Linked DNA regions of Sus scrofa: regions 1, 2, 3, 4 and 5 are each linked to region 6. A link is a contact called in public Hi-C and targeted proximity ligation data. All regions are on one chromosome and are shown on one strand. The core of a region is the stretch at or near the end of the contact, and the rest is flanking DNA. Distances in the headings are between cores, read along the strand shown.

The links. A called contact is a pair of places that touch in the nucleus more often than the background predicts.
Region 1: a targeted proximity ligation map of alveolar macrophages shows a contact between it and region 6. A contact is called at or near these places in 12 of 47 Hi-C or Micro-C datasets (adipocytes, embryonic fibroblasts, fibroblasts and 6 more) and 2 of 2 datasets of targeted methods (alveolar macrophages and skeletal muscle).
Region 2: a Hi-C map of omental adipose tissue shows a contact between it and region 6, with 2.6 times the contacts expected there. A contact is called at or near these places in 26 of 47 Hi-C or Micro-C datasets (adipocytes, adipose tissue, alveolar macrophages and 14 more) and 2 of 2 datasets of targeted methods (alveolar macrophages and skeletal muscle).
Region 3: a Hi-C map of omental adipose tissue shows a contact between it and region 6, with 2.4 times the contacts expected there. A contact is called at or near these places in 7 of 47 Hi-C or Micro-C datasets (alveolar macrophages, embryonic fibroblasts, epiblast stem cells and 4 more) and 1 of 2 datasets of targeted methods (alveolar macrophages).
Region 4: a targeted proximity ligation map of alveolar macrophages shows a contact between it and region 6. A contact is called at or near these places in 1 of 47 Hi-C or Micro-C datasets (embryonic fibroblasts) and 1 of 2 datasets of targeted methods (alveolar macrophages).
Region 5: a contact with region 6 is called in a Hi-C map of omental adipose tissue, with 5 times the contacts expected there. A contact is called at or near these places in 26 of 47 Hi-C or Micro-C datasets (adipocytes, adipose tissue, alveolar macrophages and 15 more) and 2 of 2 datasets of targeted methods (alveolar macrophages and skeletal muscle).

What each region holds. Positions count from the first base shown.
Region 1 is chr5:93,473,694-93,476,776 of Sscrofa11.1, forward strand. No RefSeq gene overlaps it. Among named protein-coding and RNA genes, the nearest start is that of DUSP6, 170 kb to the left of the region's middle.
Region 2 is chr5:93,598,066-93,601,446 of Sscrofa11.1, forward strand. No RefSeq gene overlaps it. Among named protein-coding and RNA genes, the nearest start is that of DUSP6, 300 kb to the left of the region's middle.
Region 3 is chr5:93,448,160-93,451,671 of Sscrofa11.1, forward strand. No RefSeq gene overlaps it. Among named protein-coding and RNA genes, the nearest start is that of DUSP6, 150 kb to the left of the region's middle.
Region 4 is chr5:93,521,335-93,524,921 of Sscrofa11.1, forward strand. No RefSeq gene overlaps it. Among named protein-coding and RNA genes, the nearest start is that of DUSP6, 220 kb to the left of the region's middle.
Region 5 is chr5:93,619,414-93,622,563 of Sscrofa11.1, forward strand. No RefSeq gene overlaps it. Among named protein-coding and RNA genes, the nearest start is that of DUSP6, 320 kb to the left of the region's middle.
Region 6 is chr5:93,182,227-93,185,526 of Sscrofa11.1, forward strand. All of the region lies in intron 9 of POC1B (POC1 centriolar protein homolog B), which reads left to right. Among named protein-coding and RNA genes, the nearest start is that of GALNT4, 51 kb to the left of the region's middle.

The sequences.
Region 1 (3,083 bases), core at 373-2,872, 290 kb after region 6:
ATTTATTAACCCTCACACGTTCACTCTTTTAAATCATTGTGTATGTATGGATGTCTATCAATGTAGCTCTGGAAGGTAGGTCTGTGTGTGCCAAGACGGGCCAGGTGAAGTGAAGTGTTGAAGCTACTATAATAAATGATTTAATTCCAAGACTACCATAAAACTTGCTGGTCTGGTTGGTGCCTGGGGGCCAAATCCTTGCTAAAGCTCAAAGGTTTGGAAATACATAGGAGCCTAAAAGGAAGCAAATGGCAAAGACTCGAAGGATAGGTTCTGATGGTTACAGGAAGACTGATTTGGGGCAAGACAGACGATTAAGAGGATACATTACCAATAATGAGACCTTTTATGTGTTAATTCATTCAATATTCAACAAATATTTAGTGAACTCCTACTAAGCTCCAGCTATTATCGAAGTCTTTGTGGATACAGCAGTAAACTTGGAAGCAAGGGTGGCCTCAGGCAGGAAACATCTTACAGCAGGTGCTTCCTTTGTCTGTTGACAGAGACAACAAGTGACCTCCCAGAATTTGACCCTTTCGGGATTTGTGGACAGGAGAAGATATTTATATAAAAAGATTCTAGGTAGAATAGAGCTTGTATTCAGGGACATGAGACAGGCCCTAGAAACTTTTTAATGCATTTATAGTTCTTCCTAGTTTGACTGAATGCTTTAGAAATTCCAGTTACCCCAAGTTTACCAAGCACAGGTGTGGAGTGGCAGGATCTATAAACGCCATAGGCTGTTGAAAGTATCAGCGCACGTTTTTTTCTTGTCTACTTTATTTAGCTACTTAAGCACTGTTCTATCTTTCACTAGGCTCAAACTGTATGTATTTATCTAATAATTACATCTGGAATTGCTCCGGAAACCTCCGTCAAAATTCAGACCATTTTTCTGCCGATTGAGATGGAGGCAGAGAAGAGAAACTGGGAAAGGCGGGAGCAAAATTTTCTTGGCTGATGCAAGGAAAGTCAGGTTGATTTAAGGATAAATTGTAAAGACTTCACGTCGGGGTTAGCTGGGTGGTGGCAGTAACCACGTGGTCCTACCTCTAGGACACTTGTGAAAGATTTTAACCCGCAAATGATGTTAATTTCCTCTGTCCATGTGATTGAAAGTTCACTTTAGGATCCCACTAGACCCAAATATTCCATTGCCTGTACTTGCATCAATGGTTTATTGGTGTGGGATTTTTTATGGGTCCCTAGAGAGACTGACACTGGAAACTCTGTGGAGCTCATAAGATTTATTCCACATTTCAAAAGGGAGGGACTTGGAGGAAAATACAGCCACAAAAATGTATTGTTTTGAAACAGAATCTGTGAGGAAAATAGAAACGAACTTTTAAGATGAAATAATGGCAAAGCAAAATATCAAGGTATAATAGGTAGCCACTGACATGCCTGAGACTGTGAATCATTTTTCTTGGAGATTGTAGTATCTGATGCCAGATACACAAACGTTTTGCACTTACTCAGCAATTAAAGGTAAGAGGTTGTGAAACTCTAAATGAGCTAGGAAAAAAAAAAAAAAAAAGAGGCAAAGGGCTGAGTTTGAGTGAGTAAAGGAAGATAAATCAGATGAGATTGCATGTTGATGACACTCACCAGGCTTGCTCAACAGTAATATCTGACAAACAGCAAGAGAAAAAGGAAACATTTTGGCAGAGTCAGCCACCCCCGGCATCTCTCTTCAAAACCCTACTAAGAAATCCCCACCACTGGATGAGTTATTTCCTCTTTCTGCTGTATGAGTACGATGGGAAAAAAATGGACCCTGGAGCTGAAATACTGAAGTTAGGAAACAGTACCATGAGTAATAACACAACAATGAATTAGGCCGAAATGCCTGGAGGTAGGGCTCTTCCATCTAGAAGCTTGGCTTTAGTCAAGTCCCTTTTGGTACAGAGGATATTTCAACCGTCTCTTTAGGCTGTTATACATGGTCTTTTGTTTCTGACTGTCCTTGGGACCCTTGGTTTTGCTCATGGGCTCTTCCTGCCTGGATTCCAGGGGAACTGTACTTCTTTCTCCCCACTCTTTGGCCTTGCCACATCTGCCTTCAAATTCCTATGCTTTCCTTAAAATCCAACTTCAATCCACTTTATTCCAAGAAAACAGCTCTCCCAGTCCACCTTTAACCATTTTCTTTTTTCCTCCTAATATCTTTAGCCCTTTACCAAATTGACATAGTGTCCTTTACATGCGTTACTCATACATTTTCTGTCGCCTCAATTGAGTTGAAGTCTCCGGAGGACACCATCCTTTTATTTCCTACAATATTTTCTCAGTGATATGAGGGATATAAAAAGCGAGTATAATATGCCAATGTTTATTGACTTAAAGTAAAAACTAACTCTGAATAATTTTAACAGAGATTAGCAAGATCCTAGGCACAAGTCTTTTAACTTTCTTTCAGTAAGAGCGAATTAACCTCTATCTTCTTTTGCTTTGCTATGTAAAATGCTGATGAAACAAACAAGACTAATTTTTTTTTGGGGGGGGGAATCTAGAAAAACTATTTTATGTTTATTTTAGAATTTTTTGATTAAAAATAGAAAAAAGAAAATGATTCTATCTACCTTTGAGTTCTTTGGAGGCACAAGGCCATGTGGTTGTCTTGATGGCCTCAGATTAGAGCAAAGGAGGATTCTAGAAACTGTACCCCCCTCTCCTTTTAAACAGAGCTTTATGTTGTAAAAAAGAAATAGAACCACCATTACTAGATCCTATAGTTTTTGCTGGCTACACATTTGGGGTATGCCTTATTTCCTGTTTGCAATTAACTGACTTTGATCATGACACTCCAAAAGCAGTTCTCTAAGAGGTCAGTTGTGCCTTCCTTTTTGTCAGAATCTCTCATTTGCTGTTGATAAGCTCCTCCTTGTGACTCCCTGCTATATTCTTCCCTGGACTTTCTCATAGGGGGAGGGGAAAAGTAATTTGTTAAACACGCATGTTCCTACTTAGAGCTTTCTGTGCATCACTGTATTTGTGCTTCATGACAACACTCTGGGACAGGAGACACTCCTGCATGCTATCACTTGAGAATAGATATTTTTGTTTTGTCCCATTGGCCA
Region 2 (3,381 bases), core at 1-2,500, 420 kb after region 6:
CTGCAGCTGCTGGCCTTACACCACAGCCACAGCAATGCCAGATCCAAGCCTCATCTGTGACCTACACCACAACTCACAGCAAGGCCAGGGATTGAACCTGCATCCTCATGGATACTCGTCAGGTTCATTACCACTGAGTCACAACAGGAACTCCCCCTTAACACTTTCTTAAATTGGATTTATTAATTTAATTGGAGCGAAGATCCAGCGGCTTTTGACAGATTGAAAATCTGGATTCTGTTTGTATGAGAACACAAGATATTCATGAAATTGACAGGATAGATTGTCATGAAGAGCCTATGTATGCATATGTGCCAGGGGCTCCTTTTAGATTCAATGTTCCTATTAAATCCTTTTCATAATTTTGTCAAGTCGATATTACTATTTATATTTTACAAATGAGAAAACTGAGATTCAAGGAGGTTAAGTAACTTGTTATAAGTCACAACAGTTATAAATCAGATTTATTTTCATCTAAACCTTATGTTCTTCCCTCTTTTAAAAATCCTGTAGGTTCTATACTTGTATTACACACCTTATCAGGGGAGATAAAAATCAGAAGGAGCAACAGATTACACGTTAAGGGTGAGGAATTCTTGTCCTGCCTTCACTATTATCATTTGACTCCATTGCAGCAAGGGTTTTTATGTCCATAAGATAAAGATAAGGCATCAGCACATGCTCTTTCTATCTTAAAAGGTTGAAATGGGGAGTTGGAATTGGAGGAGTCAGAAGACAAGAATTTACATCCCAACCAACCACCCTTGAACCAGCCCTGCAACCTTGAGCAAAAGGCACTTTACAATCCAACCCCAGCTTCTATTAAATGGAAACACTGACTCGTGGTTTGCCTATCTCATATGGTAACACTGTTAAACTGAAACATACAGTTGTTAATAAACAAAATAATAAAACAAAAGCCACTTATATACAAGGTCTGTAAAGTATCATTCCTCTGGGCAGAACGTGTACTGGAGAGCGGAGCTTAAGTAAGAAATTCTCAATATGTGTATGAGTTTTCTACTGCTGCTCTCCCAAATGCTGCAGTGGCTTCACCAGCAGAAATTTATTATCTTGAGTTTCAATGGGTTAGAAGTCCAACATAGGTCTCACTGGGCTAAAATGAATGCATCACTGGGGTTATGTTTCTTTCTGAAGGATCTAGGAGAAAAGCTATTGCTTTGCCCTTTCTAAACTCTGGAAGCCACCTGTACACCTTGGCTTAAGATCTCTTCCCTCTCTCTTCAAAGCCAGCCTTACTGTATCTCTCTGATCTTCCTTTGATGGTTCAGTCTCTCTCTCTGACCATGGGTGGGGAAGGTTCTTCCATTTTAAGGATTTATGTGATAAGATTGGCCCACCTGGATAATTTGAGATACCTTCTCCCTCCTCATCTTAAGGACCATAAACTTAATCGCATCTGCAAGTCCATTTTCCTATGTAAGATAACATATTCAGAAGTTCTGTGAACATTTGGGGGAGGGGCACGATTCTGCCTAACACTATGAAGAACAGAGAGCAAATGGTAGTTACAGAGTTACTGAAAGTGTTGTTTTTTTTAAAAAATTACCCAGCACTTGATGTTTGAATGGAATTTGATTAATATTGTTAAGTCCTCAGCACATTTAATCTGCCACAGGAACTGTTTACATGAGACTATCAGTTCACGAACCCATTGTCTCACTAATTCAGTCATTTGCTGCCTTTCAAAAGATATTTCTCTGCTACAGGAAAAAAAGATTCTCGGAAGGGCTGGCTGAAGCCTAAACTACAGGAAAGAAGAATAATTCAGTAAAAGTAAAACTGGAAATTTTAAATAATAAAAGGACACCCTCATTTCTCAAGAATCTAGACTATTTTCATTCCATTTTCATAGATTTATATTTTATGGAATTGCTGGAGGAGTTGGGAGGCGGTCCCCCTTCCTTCTCACCCATTTGCTAGTGCAGGAACTTGTTTGGCACAAATTCTCCTCCGTGGTCCAGTGACGCCTTTTGAAATATTTTCTAGGACAAGACATCTTGCTCACTCAAGGGTGACCTCAGATGATGAACAGTTTTCTGGCCCTGGAATCAAGTTTCCTGTGATTTCTACTTGATTCTTCTGCTACACTTTGGAGAAACCAGGAGGGGATTCTTCTCCATACTTTTTCTTATTCCAACAAAATATCTTAGTTCCCTCAGTAATTCTTCAAACAAAAACACTGGTGGGATGCATGAAGGTAGGAAAGCATCAGTGTGCTTCTTTTACAGATGGGAAAGCTGAGACTCGGAGAGGTTTAATAACCTGCCCAAAATACACAGTTAGTCAATGACAGAGCCATGATTTGAGGGAAGACTTGCCTCACTCCAAAGCTCTTGATTCTCAGAAGTGAGATTTCAATAAATAAGCAGCACTGAGTTGATGCAAACTATATCATGGCCAGATATGAGATGCAGAACTCTCAAATTTGCAAGATGTAATAATGATTTATATTTTTCCTTTTATACATGTGAGAGATTTTTTAAAAGTGGGTAAAAATAGATTAGGACCCGAGAGATGTAAAGGGAATGTTTAATGTTTTCCAAGTCTCAGACTTTAAGACCCAGAATAAATATTAGAGATTAGGTGATACCAAGTGTGGTTTTTAAATAGCTCTTTAATGTGTCTTGCTACAACTCTTTCTCAATCAGACTTCACAGTTAAAAAATCCTATTACAGAAATAATATTCATAAAATTTATTTCTAACTAAGACATGGGGTTTGTCAGATTTCTTATTTGGTAATTCTCACTATAACTCTCTGAGAAGTAACACCATGGTTAAAAATGAACTCAGTTGGTGCTGTATATGAGGTCCTGCTGTGTAGCACAGGGAATAGTGTGTAGTCACTTATGATGGAACATAATAGTGTGAGAAAAAAGAATGTATACATGTGTAACTGGGTCGTTATGCTGTATAGTAGGAAAAAAAATAATGTATTGGGGAAATAAAACAAAACAAAACAAAAAAAAAAACATACTTAGGCTGTGCTCCATGAAAACAAAAAAACCAAACTCAAAATTGAATGCCGTGCTCAGTGGTGCCTTCTCCCAGTAGCCACCACAGTGAGCTACTTTCCTCTACCTGGACAGTAGGTTCTACTAGTATGGCCCTAGGCTGCGACTGAGCGCCTCTTCACAGTTTAGGGATTAGGAGATTACCGGGGGGTGGGGGGGTGTGTTAGCCCAGCTGGTGGAATTTTGGTAGATCCGAGACTGTTCCCAAGCTGTGGAAATTACTGGAATAGAAGCACCATCTCCAATCAGAGTTGGGGTGTGTGTACATGTGTGTCTTCGTACACATGCATGTTTTGTTGCCTTAGAAGTAAGGTGGGTTTGTAAGCCAGAGCAGAGTATCTAAA
Region 3 (3,512 bases), core at 297-2,796, 270 kb after region 6:
AGAGAATTTATGAAAATCCATGTACAATGTGGTTCCATGGAATACATGAAAAGTGCTGTTACCTTAGAGGCCAAACAAACAAACACCTCTCTACACTGATACCTAGAATAGTACAACCCATACTCTCTGCCTTCTATGCCACATGATTAATGGTGAAAGTAGGACAGGGCTGAACCTGTGACTCTTTGATGGATTCTTTCTCCAACTGTTCCTTCATTTTGGACCCATCTTGAAGTAGCCTCTTACAGCTTCCTTGGCTCACCATCCTTTGGGAAGATTTAAGTGAGAGTGGGGGCAGGAGATCTCACTGCTGTCACTTATCTATCACTCCTGCTGTTTTCATTAACCACAGTTAGCTCTTCGCTAATGTGAATATTTATGTAGAAGTAAAAGACTCATTTATTGAGCACCTAATGTATGGCAGGATTTGGCTAGGCTTCTTTGAAGACATGGATATGAAGACAAACCAAAAAATCTACCTAAGGGGCATGCAGTGTCAAAGCGAGATATACATAGAACTTTTCACTATGAAAATAGAGATTTTTTTCCCCCTAAGGGAGGCTTACCTGGGTTTAAGCCTTTAGAGCCAGGAAGATTTGGATTAGCAGCTTGACTTCTCCACATTGCAGCTACTTGGGCAAGATGCTTAATTTCTCTAAGCCTTATTTGCATTAGTCCCAAAATAAAAATATGATATCTTATTCTAGGGTTGTTGTAAAAACTAAATGAGGTAATATATTGGGAGTTCCTATTGTGGTGCAGCGGAAAATAATCCAACTAGTATCCATGAGGATGCGAGTTCGATCCCTGGTCTTGCTCAGTGGGTTGGGGAATCCAGCATTGCCCTGAGCTGTGGTGTAAGTTGCAGATGTGGCTCGGATCTCACATTGCTATGGCTGTGGCATAGGCCAGCAGCTGTAGCTTCAATTAGACCTCCTAGCCTGGGAACTTCCATATGCTATGGGTGCATCCCTAAGAAGCAATAAATAAATAAATAAGGTAATATATTGATAATATATTCAAAAATCCTAGTATACACATTATACATAGTGAGTGCTTAATAAATCATAAGCATGTATATAAACATGAAGCTCTATTGCACTTGTCCAACAAGTACTTGAATATTCATTTGTGGCCCCAACTTTTCCTTTGCAAAGACAAAGTTGATGATAATGATCTGTTTCCTGGGGCTGAGTCAGACCCGTTGGCCCAAGGACGCACTATTTCTTCATAGCTCGGGAAGCGTCCTTCCATGGTTTAGCTTCCCTCCCACTCCACCCTTCCCTCTCCCACCCGCCCTCACAAGACTTTCCCTTTCTCCTACTCCAAATGACTATGCAAGAGTCAAATTGCTCTTGAGAATATATACTTATAAGCACAAACTTGAGAACAAATACTTGGTTATTTCAAAGTGTGAAATGAGGCAACTTGTCTCTCACTTTATCCATTAGGAAAGGTATGAGCAGTGATTTTCAATATCTTCTTTTTTACTGCTTTGAAACAAACCTGATAGTTTTTCATTACTTCTTGGCTTCAGCTTTCCTGTGTGAAAAGCAGAGGGTTGTGAAATGAGAATGTTGGGTTGCCTTGGATGACGGGATCTGTGTTATGGTGAAGTGGAACTGAAAATATGTTTGGTGGAAAGATCACTGTCACAGAAATCAAGACATCTGGACTCCTGACGTCTCTAACAGACTGACTTTAGATTAGAGATTAAAGTGTGAGAAGATGAGGAAAGAACTTACTCTTCCAAAATATCCTGACCCAATTTTGCTTTATAATGGCAACATTTTCTGTTCTTTCTTGTTTGGTCTGAAGATGAGGAAGAGTAAGAGGATGACCTGAGAAAGGGATGGGAAGGACAAATATCAGAACATCAGGATGTTTATGTTGGCGATGGAGTGGTCAGAACATCTAAGGACTTTTCCCACCTAAGGACTTTTTCCATATGGGAACCAAAGGACATTGGCTTCCTGGTTGGTCTCTAAGAAGGACAATTTTCCAGAGTTAAGGGATAAACATCATATTTAATGATTCGCTAGATCTAGTGTGCAAAAGTTTAAGATATTTGCAAAGAGACAGCTTTTCCACTAATGTATTTTTGGCAATGATTTTCACAAAGTGGTAATTTTATAAATTTCTAGAGATCATGGACAAGAATAGTGGTTTCTGAGAGGAGGCTGGAAAATCAGTCCCAAGACTCTTCTCAACCCATCCTTCCCAACAAAGTTTAGTATAAATTACTCAATGTAAATATCTTAGATTCAAAATAAGAAAGACTCTTTCTAGTATTCTCCTAGTCACTGTCACCAGGAGATAGTACCACCCTGACATGCCCAGAAGGAGAAGAGCATGTTAGATATTATCACGGATTTCCTTAAGCTGGCCCATTTTCCATAAATAACAAACCATAGTGCTGGAATGCCACTTACACTGTCATTCTACTCATTTAAAAATAAGTGCTGACCTTTTGTACCTATCACTGTGACAAGTTAAACATATTCTACCTGTAGAAACTAGAGAAAGCATTTTTCACCATGAAAAATAAAAGCCATCCAAACTGAGTTTAGCTTTTCTATAAAATAGTAGACATTATTATACATATTACTATGTATAAAATAAGTGAACAGCAAGGACCTACTCCATAGCATAGGGAACTATACTAAATATCTTGTAATAACCTATCATCGATAAGAATCTGAAACAGAATATATTTGTATGTATAACTGATCACTTTGCTGTACACTTGAAACTAATGCAATAGTGTAAATTAACAATACCTCAATAAAAATAAGCATGTAAATAAATAATAAGTAGTATCCACTAGGCTATCTTCACATGCCTGGCGGAGAATGAAAGGATGATGTGACAGCATGACCATTTAGAGAAGAGAAACTCTACATTCAATGTTCAGAGGAACCCTGCCTGTGTGGGGAAGTAGTACTTGAACAGAGGACAGAGGGTAGCAATGACAGGCCCAACAGTAAGGATCTCGAATGACGGAGCACTTAATTATACATCAATCATTTACATACATCAATTCACTGTGTCCTGGGATTCACACTCTCAACTCCCCACTTAAAAAAACCCCTGCCATTGTGCTTAAATCCTAAGACGACTTGGGGACAATCATATCCAAAGGCGTGGCAGGTAGAGAGTCTCTAGGTAGACACAAAGCCAGGAAATATGTTGAGGAACAAGGATTCCAGAGCAGCTCGTGTGGAATGAGTGAGGGAGGAAAGGCTGCACATATGAGGAAGGGTGCTGGGGGCTGCAATAAAGAGTTTTGATTTTTATTCTTGTTTTAGGACTTGTCATCTCATTCACTATTATTATATTTTAGATATTTGAAGGTAAACTTGCTTTTCATTTGTAATATATTTACGCAATCAACCTGAGCATATCAGGCAAACAGACACAGAATAGTTTTTCTAAAAAAAAAAATGCATAGTGTTGAAAAGACCACCTATAGAATGGGGAAAATATTTACAAATGATGCAACTGACAATGGA
Region 4 (3,587 bases), core at 472-2,971, 340 kb after region 6:
CTGCTCTTCTGGACTCTCCCAAGGACTTAGGTCTGTTTTTCTTTCTTTGTTTGCCTGTCCTTGTACTTATCTCTCCTTCTCTTTCTTCCTTTATCTCATCCATTTTCTTTGTTCCTGCCTTTATCACACCACCTTTTTTTTTTCCTACCCAATTTGCTTTAACCCACGCAGCTCCATTTGCTGTGTGTTTTCCACTTCAATGAATGTGAAATGCTTCATCATTCGTCAGGATTTTCTCTAAAGGTTTTACTGAGTTTTACCCTACATGGGAGGTGGTGGTAACTGGTTTTGCTCATCTTAGAGAACTTTCCAGAAATGCCAATGAGATATTAATGCTACTTAGCATTTATGGAGGACAAGGCAGCTGGAAAATTTATTAGTAAGTAAGTGCTTATTCTTTAAGATATGGAGCAATCCCAATGGTCTCTCTTCTTGAAAGAATTGCCCTGTACAGCCTGGACAGGTCATCTCACAGCTGCGAATTTTAACTTCCACATATGAACGTGTTAATACTATCTTCTCACAGAATTGTTATGAGGATAAAATAAAAAGTATGCCTCAACTGTCTATTATTATTATCCTCCAAAGTACCAGAATAGCATTAGTCCATTCATTCATTCAAGGATGTGTGCTAGTCACTGTAAATAGAAAAGTGAATAAGACTGGTCTTTGACCTCATGGGACATACAGTCTATCAGAAGAGATAGGCCAAAGCAAATAATTGTAAAAATAATAAACTGCAGTAAGGACAACAAAGGAAAACACTGTGCAAAATGCGTAGTGAAGCAAAAGGACATTGTACCATGAAAGTGGATAGTGGGAAGATCTGAACTGGTCTGCAGGAGCAGGTGGTCAAGCATGGCTTCTCCACAGAAGGGATATTTAACCTCACATCCAAAAGATGAATGTGGGATTGACTATATAATAAATGGGGAAGAGAGAGTTCCAGATGGAGAGAATAGCATGTGCAAGGTCTAGAAGCTACCAGAAAGAACTTGGCACATTCACGGAATTCATGAAAAGTCTATATGTTAGAATGCCAGGGGAAAAATGGTCAGGAGATAAAGTTGCAGAAGTGAGTGGAAGAAGAACCATCCAAAGTCTTGTGCACCCCAGGAAGGATTTTTTTTTTCTTCTTTCTCAAAAGCATTTGGAAGACTTTGAAAGGGTTTCAGCTGGGAAATAATATAGTTGGATTATCTTTCTTAATCTACTGGGTTAGAAGAGATCGAAGACATGCAAGAATGGAAGCAGGGGGTGAGGCTTCTAGAGTTGTCTAGATGAGATATAGTGGCTTGGAGTACAGAGTTGGAAGGCAGTGGGAACAGGGCTTTAAGGTATTTGACGGACAGACTTGTTAGGTTTTGCGAGGCAGGTAGATATAAGATGCGAAGATGAGGAAGACTAATGCCATTTCCAGCTGTCTGCTCAGCATACTTGGTTGTCCATTTACTCTTAGAAGGAGCATGTGTGGGGGGGAAGCTGATCTGCTCTCCTTGGATATACTGACTTTGAGACCCCTGTAAAACATCCATGTGAAGAGGTCTAATGAGCAAGCAGTTGAATATATAGATCTGAACTGGACCAAAAGTACAAAAGTGGATGTTTTTTAAAGGATATGGAAACATAGAAGTAAATGAGAAACCTAAGAGGAGACGTACACAGCAAACCAGCTAGAGTGCAATGATAGAGCATAGCCAGAGCAGAGTTACTTTGCGCATGAGGAGAAGTGGTGCAAGCTGGGGTTGTGTAAGTGGACTGGTGGAGGAGAGAATGTGTCTTTGTTGGCAGAAGTCATTTTTGCTTTAAAGCTGTACTTTCTAAGGTCACCAGAATCCCTTGAGTAGCTTATTTAGGGTGGGGTTCAAAAACTCAGCCTTGAAGGACACAGACCTTGGGCACAGTTAATTCCTAGATAAGTGGAGAGAGAGGGCAATTCAACCCTTTCGCATTCCCCTTCTCTATCACTCTATATTTATACAGCACACAAATGTTTTTATATCTTTAAAACACATTTTCCATAGCAAATTTAACACTATTTAAAAACAGGGGAAAAAAGTATATTTAAATGCGGTCAATAACTGCTATTTAGATATAGAAAATTAAATACTTTTATTGATTGCAATGGGGAAAAAAAGGGTCAGTTAAATAGTCACTCAGGTTTGAATCTCACTGAAACCATTGGTATATTAGCGTACTGATATCTCATGAATATTTATTTAATTATGACCTTCGTGCTTTTTATATTATTGTATTATATGCAACTAGAGATAATAAGGGGCAATATCAAATGCAATAACCTATCCATCCACCCGCCCATCTATCCATCCAGCCAAGGCAATATATGGTAGCAGTTAACAGCATGGATCCTGGAATTAGTCTACCTGCGTTCACATCCCAGCTCTATCCCTCCTGTGCTGTGCATGCTTGGGAAGGCCACTTAAACTCTCCATGCTTCAGTTTCCATATTATAAAGTGGATGCAATAGTAATTTCTATCTCACAGGATTTTGAGAATGAAATGAGTTAATATATGGAAAGCACTGCTAATGAAGCTTGGACTGTACTAAGCAGTTTGTATGTTGTTAGTACAGATAGTGACTCAGGCATAAGCCACATGGTTTTGCCCTCAAGGAGCTTACTTACAGTCTAGTGGGAAGTTAAGATAAAGGGATACTAGAATAGGGACAGGACAAGTCTGATGAAGACACAAAGGAGAGGAAGCAAAGGGATTTAAGTCACATCTGATTTGAAACCTGAAGGATAAGGAAGATTGAAGCATGGATTTTGGGGGGAATGTTCTGAATTCCATAACAACTTTTGCATGCAACGCATCACAGTCACAAAAACATATTTTTTTTGTGCTTTGCGATTTTCTTTCTCCCTTCCTCCTTCTTCTTTCCTTCCTTCCCTCTCCCCTTTTCTTCCTTCCTCTCTCTTCCTTCCTTCCTTCTTTCCTTTTCTTTCTTTCTTCCTTCCTCCCTCCCTCCCTCCGTCCCTCTCTCTCTCTCTCTCTCTCTCTCTTTCTTTGGCTGCCCCTCCAGCTATGGAAGTTCTCAGGCTAGGGGTTGACCTGGAGCTGCTTCTGCCAGCCTCCGCCACAGCCAGGGCTACACTGGATCTGAACCACATCTGTGACCTATGCTGCAGCTTGTGGCAATGCCGCATTCTTAACCACTGAGTGAGGCCAGGGATTGAAACCGCATTCTCACAGATACTATGTTGGGCTCTCAACCCCTGAGCCACAAAAAGAACTCTCAGATTTGTGATTTTCAAATCAGAATGACATGAACTCCAGTCTCTGATTATGTATGGTTTTTAGTCCTTTCATTACATATGTGATGGTCCTGAAACTAGATGAAGTCATTCACTAGTGGGTGCAGAATATCTGAGGTCCTTTCCTCAAAATAGTATTAGAAAATTGCATACTTTGGTTTTAGAAATGCCAATGTATGATCCGCAGAGAAAGAATAAACAGGTTCCCTGAGTGTGTTTTCTCTGCCTTTTCAATGCCAGAACATATTGCTTACATCCTGGTAGAGTTAAAAAAAAAAAAAAATCTTATTCACTGAGCTTCCTCAACTAGGA
Region 5 (3,150 bases), core at 573-3,072, 440 kb after region 6:
AAGGGAACCCTTCTACACTGTTGGTGGGAATGTAAATTGGTATAATCACTAAGGAAAACAGTATGGAGGCTCCTTAGAAAATTAAATATAGAACTTCCATATGATCTAGCAATCCCATTCCTGGGTATATATCTGGACAGATCTATAATTCAAAAAGATACATGCAACCCTATGTTCATGGCAGCCTCATCTCCTGAATCCACCCTCCTCACTCCAGGAGAAACAGTCACCCTACTAAGTATCAGGTTCTGTTCCAACAGCTTTACATGCATTTTTTCAGTTTGCTAAATCATTATGCTTTTTCGCACTTCTGTATGTGTGACCAGGGTTTTCCCTCCACCCGGAATTCCCTTCCTGCTCTGGCTAGCAAATTACATCTCATCCTTCAAATCTCAGCCAAAAAATCTCCTCCTCTGAGAAGCCGTCCTTACTTCCCCAGAAAGAGCTAATCACTTCCTCACTTCTGCTCTGACTATAATGCACACACTCAATTCATCTCAATTCTACTTGTCTAATGAGGTTTTAGTACATGCCAGGCACTGTCCTAGGTCCGATCATAAAATGATTCAAGTCCTGGTTACCATCCTTATTCAATTCACAAGCTGGTGGAGTAGACAGATAAACAATGGAATAATACTATGCATCGTGTGATAAGTGCTGGGAGATTTATTATCACTATACATAATATTATTCCATCATTAGAGAATTGCTGAGTAGAACTGAGTTAAAGATAAAAATTTTATATTTATCAGCATCTATCAGTAACTTCTGTAATGGCTCGAATGGTGATCCCTCCCCAAAGATAAATCCACGACTTAATCCCCAAGACATTTGAACATTATCTTACATGGCAAGAGTTAACATTAACCTGCATGAATCTTGACAGGAGGAGCTTAGCTTACCCAGGATTGTCAGGGAGTGCCCTGGATGCAATCACATATGTTCTGATAAGTGAAGAGGGATATAAAGAAAAGAGGCAGCAATTGAAGAGATGCATCCATAAGCCAAGTGCATCCGGATTCATCTTAGAGGCTGGCAAAGGTAAGCTCCCTAGAAGGGAGTGTGGCCCTGCAGACACCTTCATTTTGGACTTTTGGCCTCTAGAACTGTGAAAGAATAGACATCTATTGTTTTAAGTCATTCAATTTGTGATAAGCAGCACCAGGAAACTAATATAATATCTTGAGGAAGTTTTTTTCCAAAATATGTTCCCTTGAAATTGAAAGTACTTTGATGCAATTAATAATATAGAGAGCAATGTAAAAAGTTTTATAAGGTTTTTTCCTGAAAGATTAGTTTTATTTATTTATTTTTTTTCAGATCCTCTAGTGGGCAAAGGTGTATTGTGGATTTCAAAGATAGCTGCCTACCTATCCGGTAGCATTTCTCAAGATCTTTTATCACAGGATCTTTTTTTCCATGGACTGTATGTTAACATCTTTCCATAGATGTTAATGTTCTATAGAACAACGTTTTGAGCCCATGAGACTTAAGGCCTTTCTGTAAAGAAATATAAGTGAGGTTATTTGAAGACTTATAGAGGACATTGTCCCTGCAACATGCACACAGGAAACCACCATGGGCCAGAATGAAATCCTTCTGCAAATATCTAATGTTTACTTGGCACAGCTTCTCTTGGGTCTAGCTTTGTAAAATCTTCCTCAGGGTTTGTTTTGCTGGTTGCCATGGAGCCAATTCACTTCTAAAGGCAACTCGGGGCCAGACTTGAGGAAACAATTGAGGAATTAAGTGACTGTGCTTGGTCTCCAGAGACAGAAGGGAACTGCCAGACCAACTTGCAATTTGGAACATTAACGTTCATTTTTGATGTGCTCCTCCTCCTTCTGTTATTATTCTTTCTGTTTCAGCCTCCTGGACTCTGTCTTTCCCAATGTAAGTCAGAGCTCAATGTATCATGATGCAGTTTGGTTTGGTCTGATTGTGTAAGAGAGTTATAGTTACCGAGTTTGTTTAGGTAAACCTGTCATCATTCATGCCTGAGGCAGGGTGAGGGGAACTCAGGAAGCCAAACACTTAGGTCTCATATGGATTAAACCTGACTGATAAAGAAGTTCTGAGGTGGAGTTTGAGAGGAGGGTTATTTAAAATGTGAGAGACACCAACATCAAATGCTTTCACAGACATGTGGAATCTGAAAAAAGGACAGACGGAACTTCTTTGCAGAACAGATGCTGACTCACAGACATTGAAAAACTTATGGTCTCCGGAGGAGACAGGTTGGGGGGTAGGGGGAATGTGCCTGGGCTGTGGGATGGAAATCCTGTGAAATGAGATTGTTATGATCATTATACAACTACAGATGTGATCAATTCATTTGAGTAATTAAAAAAAATGGAAAAAAAATAAAATGTGAAAGTGTAAGATAGAAGCATATAGATTTGCAGGGTCTGGTTGAGTGGGGTTTAGAAAGTTTTGCAAACCTTAGGTGATATGCAGGAATACAGTCTATGGCCTGACCTCCTGGACATCTTTAGGTGTAACAAGAAAACTGTTCATAGTAATTAGGCAACTTTAGCAGAATAAGGCTAAAAATGGTAAGAGCAGAAACCTAGAAAACACTAGAGATATTATTTTTACCAATAATTCAACTGGAAGGATTGATCATGAACCTGTGGCTACAAAAGTTTACTTTTCCTTTTAAAACCAGAATTACATTATTTCAAACCTTTCTTAAATATTTCAAGATCGCTTGTGTTAGGTTAGGGCCACTCAGAGTTCTCAGTATTTCTGAGCACCCCACATGGGTGTCTCTCATGAGCCCACAAGTAAATTGGTCAGCGGCAGTCACCTCATTTGCCTTTTCAGTTCTTCCTCTTCCGATCTGGCTCCCATTTGTTCACATCTCCTGCCTATGAAGTTGAGTGGAGGTGACTTTTAAAACGGCTATACCTTGATGTGCCAAAAATTTCCTGTTTGATATTCCCAAGGACATCAACACATGCAAATAGACCCTGGGGGTAAGGTAAGGAAGGCAGGGAAAGGGAGAGTAAGGAAGAAACGAAGATGCTGTACATATGTGCTGTGCCTGGGCGGTAGCTCTACCAGCCCTAAATGACCGCTGTTGTAATTTATTGCAATCATGATGCTACACACATATTAATGTGAATTCTCCTTATCTGAGAGAATACT
Region 6 (3,300 bases), core at 730-3,229:
CATCTGCATTGCATAATCTCAGTCTTCTGGGTAAAAATGTTCAGCCTTTTACAAAAGCCACTTGTTTGCCAGCCTTAATGGCGCCGCTTGTTGGAAGGTTCTGGCGTCTTAGACCTTGGGAACCAGCTGAGTACAAATATAAATCACCAGTTCCTACATGGACAGAACGGGTGAGCGCCCAATTGCTTTTAGAATAAATGAGAGAAGAAGGCCCCGGGGAAGAAGGCGAGAAGCACCAAGTCCTTTCGGCCTTGTGAGACCGACCCCTCTCCTTTCTGCGTATCTAACCTCAAGTCTTTGCAAGGCTCCTGGCCCGGGCACTCCATCTTAATCAACACCTAAGAGCAGGTTCTTTCTTGTGGGAAAGACGCCCACTTTCCAAACAAAGTGTCTTAACCCTGCCTGGATTGTGCATGGGAGCGTCACCTGTTCACGCGGACTTTGTCTTCTTCAGACCGTCACAAGCTACACTGCACAGTCCAGCCCCCAGACAACACCCAGCTTTCCTTCCTTCCGGAGGAGCTAACTTAGTGTGTGTGTCTGTCACTTTTCTCCCAGCAGTGCCCTACTGTTCTGCATATTTTGGTGGGAGGCCATAGAGCCATTCTAAGGGATAGTGGTAGATCTTGATGATGGAAAGGCATTAAAATAGCTCTTCCAGGAGAATTGCAGAATATTGTAAGAAGGGGTTATGGTTAGTTAAAAAGCTTTTGTTAATAAAGTAATTGTTTTGATGGCTCCTAATTTTATAATGGCTACTTGAGATTACCTTAGTCTGTAAATTGCATGGGAAATTCTGTACAATATTCAGCAAGAAGGAAAACTCCCTTTAACATAACCAAATAGTTATTATATAAACAATAATAATTTGTAGTAGTCAGGGCATGGTTCATGGTTAAAAACTATAAGCGATCCATTTGAGTCTTGGACTCTGAGATTGAGCTTTTATCTCAACCTTCTATAAAGGTGAAAACATAATTTATGATAAAAATAACCACTCTTCTACCAATTTTGTGTTTTAGTTCTAGCAGTGGTATATGTCTATATTGTTTTGGGCCTTAGAAATGTTCTTTAGAGATTACATTATCATAATAATAGCAGTAATAATAATCTAACATATGCATCATTATTCTAATTGCCTTACATAAACTGTCATTAAATCATCCTAAAAACTCTGTCACATAAGTACCATTTTCATCCCATGAGAAACTGAGGCGCATGTGAGTTAAATCTTAAAGTGGCGGTATGAGAATTTCAACCCATTCACTCTGGTTCTCTTCTGTACCTTCAACGATCTTGATGCAGTGCCTCATTAGAATCAAAATTTAATTTCATCTTGTTAGCAGATAATACGTGTTGGACCCTGTACTAGCTTTAGAGCATGCCGCAGTGCGCAAGATGGGCATGGTTCTTGTCCTTCAGCATTTGTTAGGAGCAGGGTTTGAGCTCATGGACGCCTCGACGTGATGGACACTCCAGAACCTCAGAGCGGGGTGGCATCTGTGAGGTCATGTACCCCCACCCTCCCTTGCCTGAATGCATGAATCTCTTGCTGGGTGACGGAGAACTCAGCTCCCCATAAGGCAGCCTCCTCTGTTTCAAGGCCCCTGTAGTTATGGAAGGGTTCTTTCCTTTAATCAAAATGGAGAGCTAGAAGGTCCTATTCATATTCTCGGAGGTCAGCCTGCAGAGAACTTTAGTGCACGTGTCACTACCTCAGCACCTGCTCATTATGGAGAAGACCGTACGCTTTTACTTAGTAGTAATTTCCTGCTTCATCTTAACGCACGTGGCAGCAGCTGCCACAATTCGGCAAGATATCGAAGCTCAAGGATTTCTCTATGAGAGATGCTGACCATTTCCATGTGACTTAGATTCTTTTGGAGCAGCTGCCGTTTCAGATGGCAAAACCAGATTCTCTTTCTCATTGGGAAACCCTTTCATGTCTACACTAGGTGGCAGTAGAGAAAAGAGAATAACAAGCCTCTGGCCATCTAGCTCAAGATTCAAAGGAAAAGTGAGTCGGCCTCAGGTTTCACCTTTGCCTCAACTCTGGATTCAGAGCTGATAGGAAGGTGGCTGTGCGTTCAGCTCAAGGAGCAGCCAGAAACATAAGTGCTGGCAGGCTGGGCAGATAGTCCTGCATGGTTCTGATTCCTTCTTTTACTGCAGGGTGGCAATTATTGGGTGTGTACATCTCTCCCTCGTACACAACTGGCTGGATAAATATAAGAAACGCTTAATATTTCCAAAGCTAGAGCTCTACTCATCAAACTTGATAAGTGCTATCTATCTACCTGTTTGTTTGTTTTGCTTTTGGGGGCTATACTCACAGCATATGGAGGTTCCCAGGCTAGGGGTTGAACTGGAGCCACAGCTGCCAGCCTACACCACAGCCACAGCAATGCAGGATTCGAGCCACGTCTGCAACCTACACCCCAGCTTGAGGCAACGCCGGATCCTTAACCCACTGAGCGAGGCCAGGGATCGAACCCTCATCCTCATAGATCCTAGTCGGATTCATTATAGCTGAGCCACAGGGGAACTCCTGATAAGTGCTGTTTAAATCATTCCACTCCTCTTACCATCAGCTCAGCCCTTCTTACCACAGTCCCTGACTGTTGCAGTGTTGTCCTCACTGTTCTCCCTGCTTTATTCTTGACACCCTGCTTGCCCCTGTCAGAGTAATCTTCTTAGAGCACATTCGCGCCTCCAGTGTTTCTGGGCCTTCCCACGTTCCGTCACCCCCACGATTTGACCCTCGCCAACCACTCTTGCTGCTGCCCAGTGCACAAGTATCGTGTCCGCGTTCTGCCTCTATGCCCCGAGCTGCACGTACCCTCATCTCTGTCTCTCTCTTTGTTTTCTAAACCTTTTTAAAAGGAACTCTCTCAGGCTCCGTTTCCTCCATGGGAAGCCTTTCTCACCAAGTGTTCAGTCAACAGTTTCTCCTTTGAGGTTCACCAGGGCACTTGCTTTTGGCACCATTTATTTGATACCAAGTTCCACTCCTTAAGCTGCCCTTGTTTACGTCTTTGTATTCATAATGTTCAATAAATAATTAGTGATCATGTGATTTCTTTCTTTCTCTCTCTCTCTTTTTTTTTTTTTTCTCTCTGAATTCTGAAATAACCACCCTCAGAGTCAGTGGCTACCCTAGTTGGTTATTCCCTTGCTTTTCTTTTTAATTTTACTATAAATGTTTAAATCAGTGATTAGATATTTTTTCATTTTGGATAATTTTAAACTTTATTTGAAAAAATTTTTTTTCCTTCTGTTTTTAGAGCCGCACCCATGGCA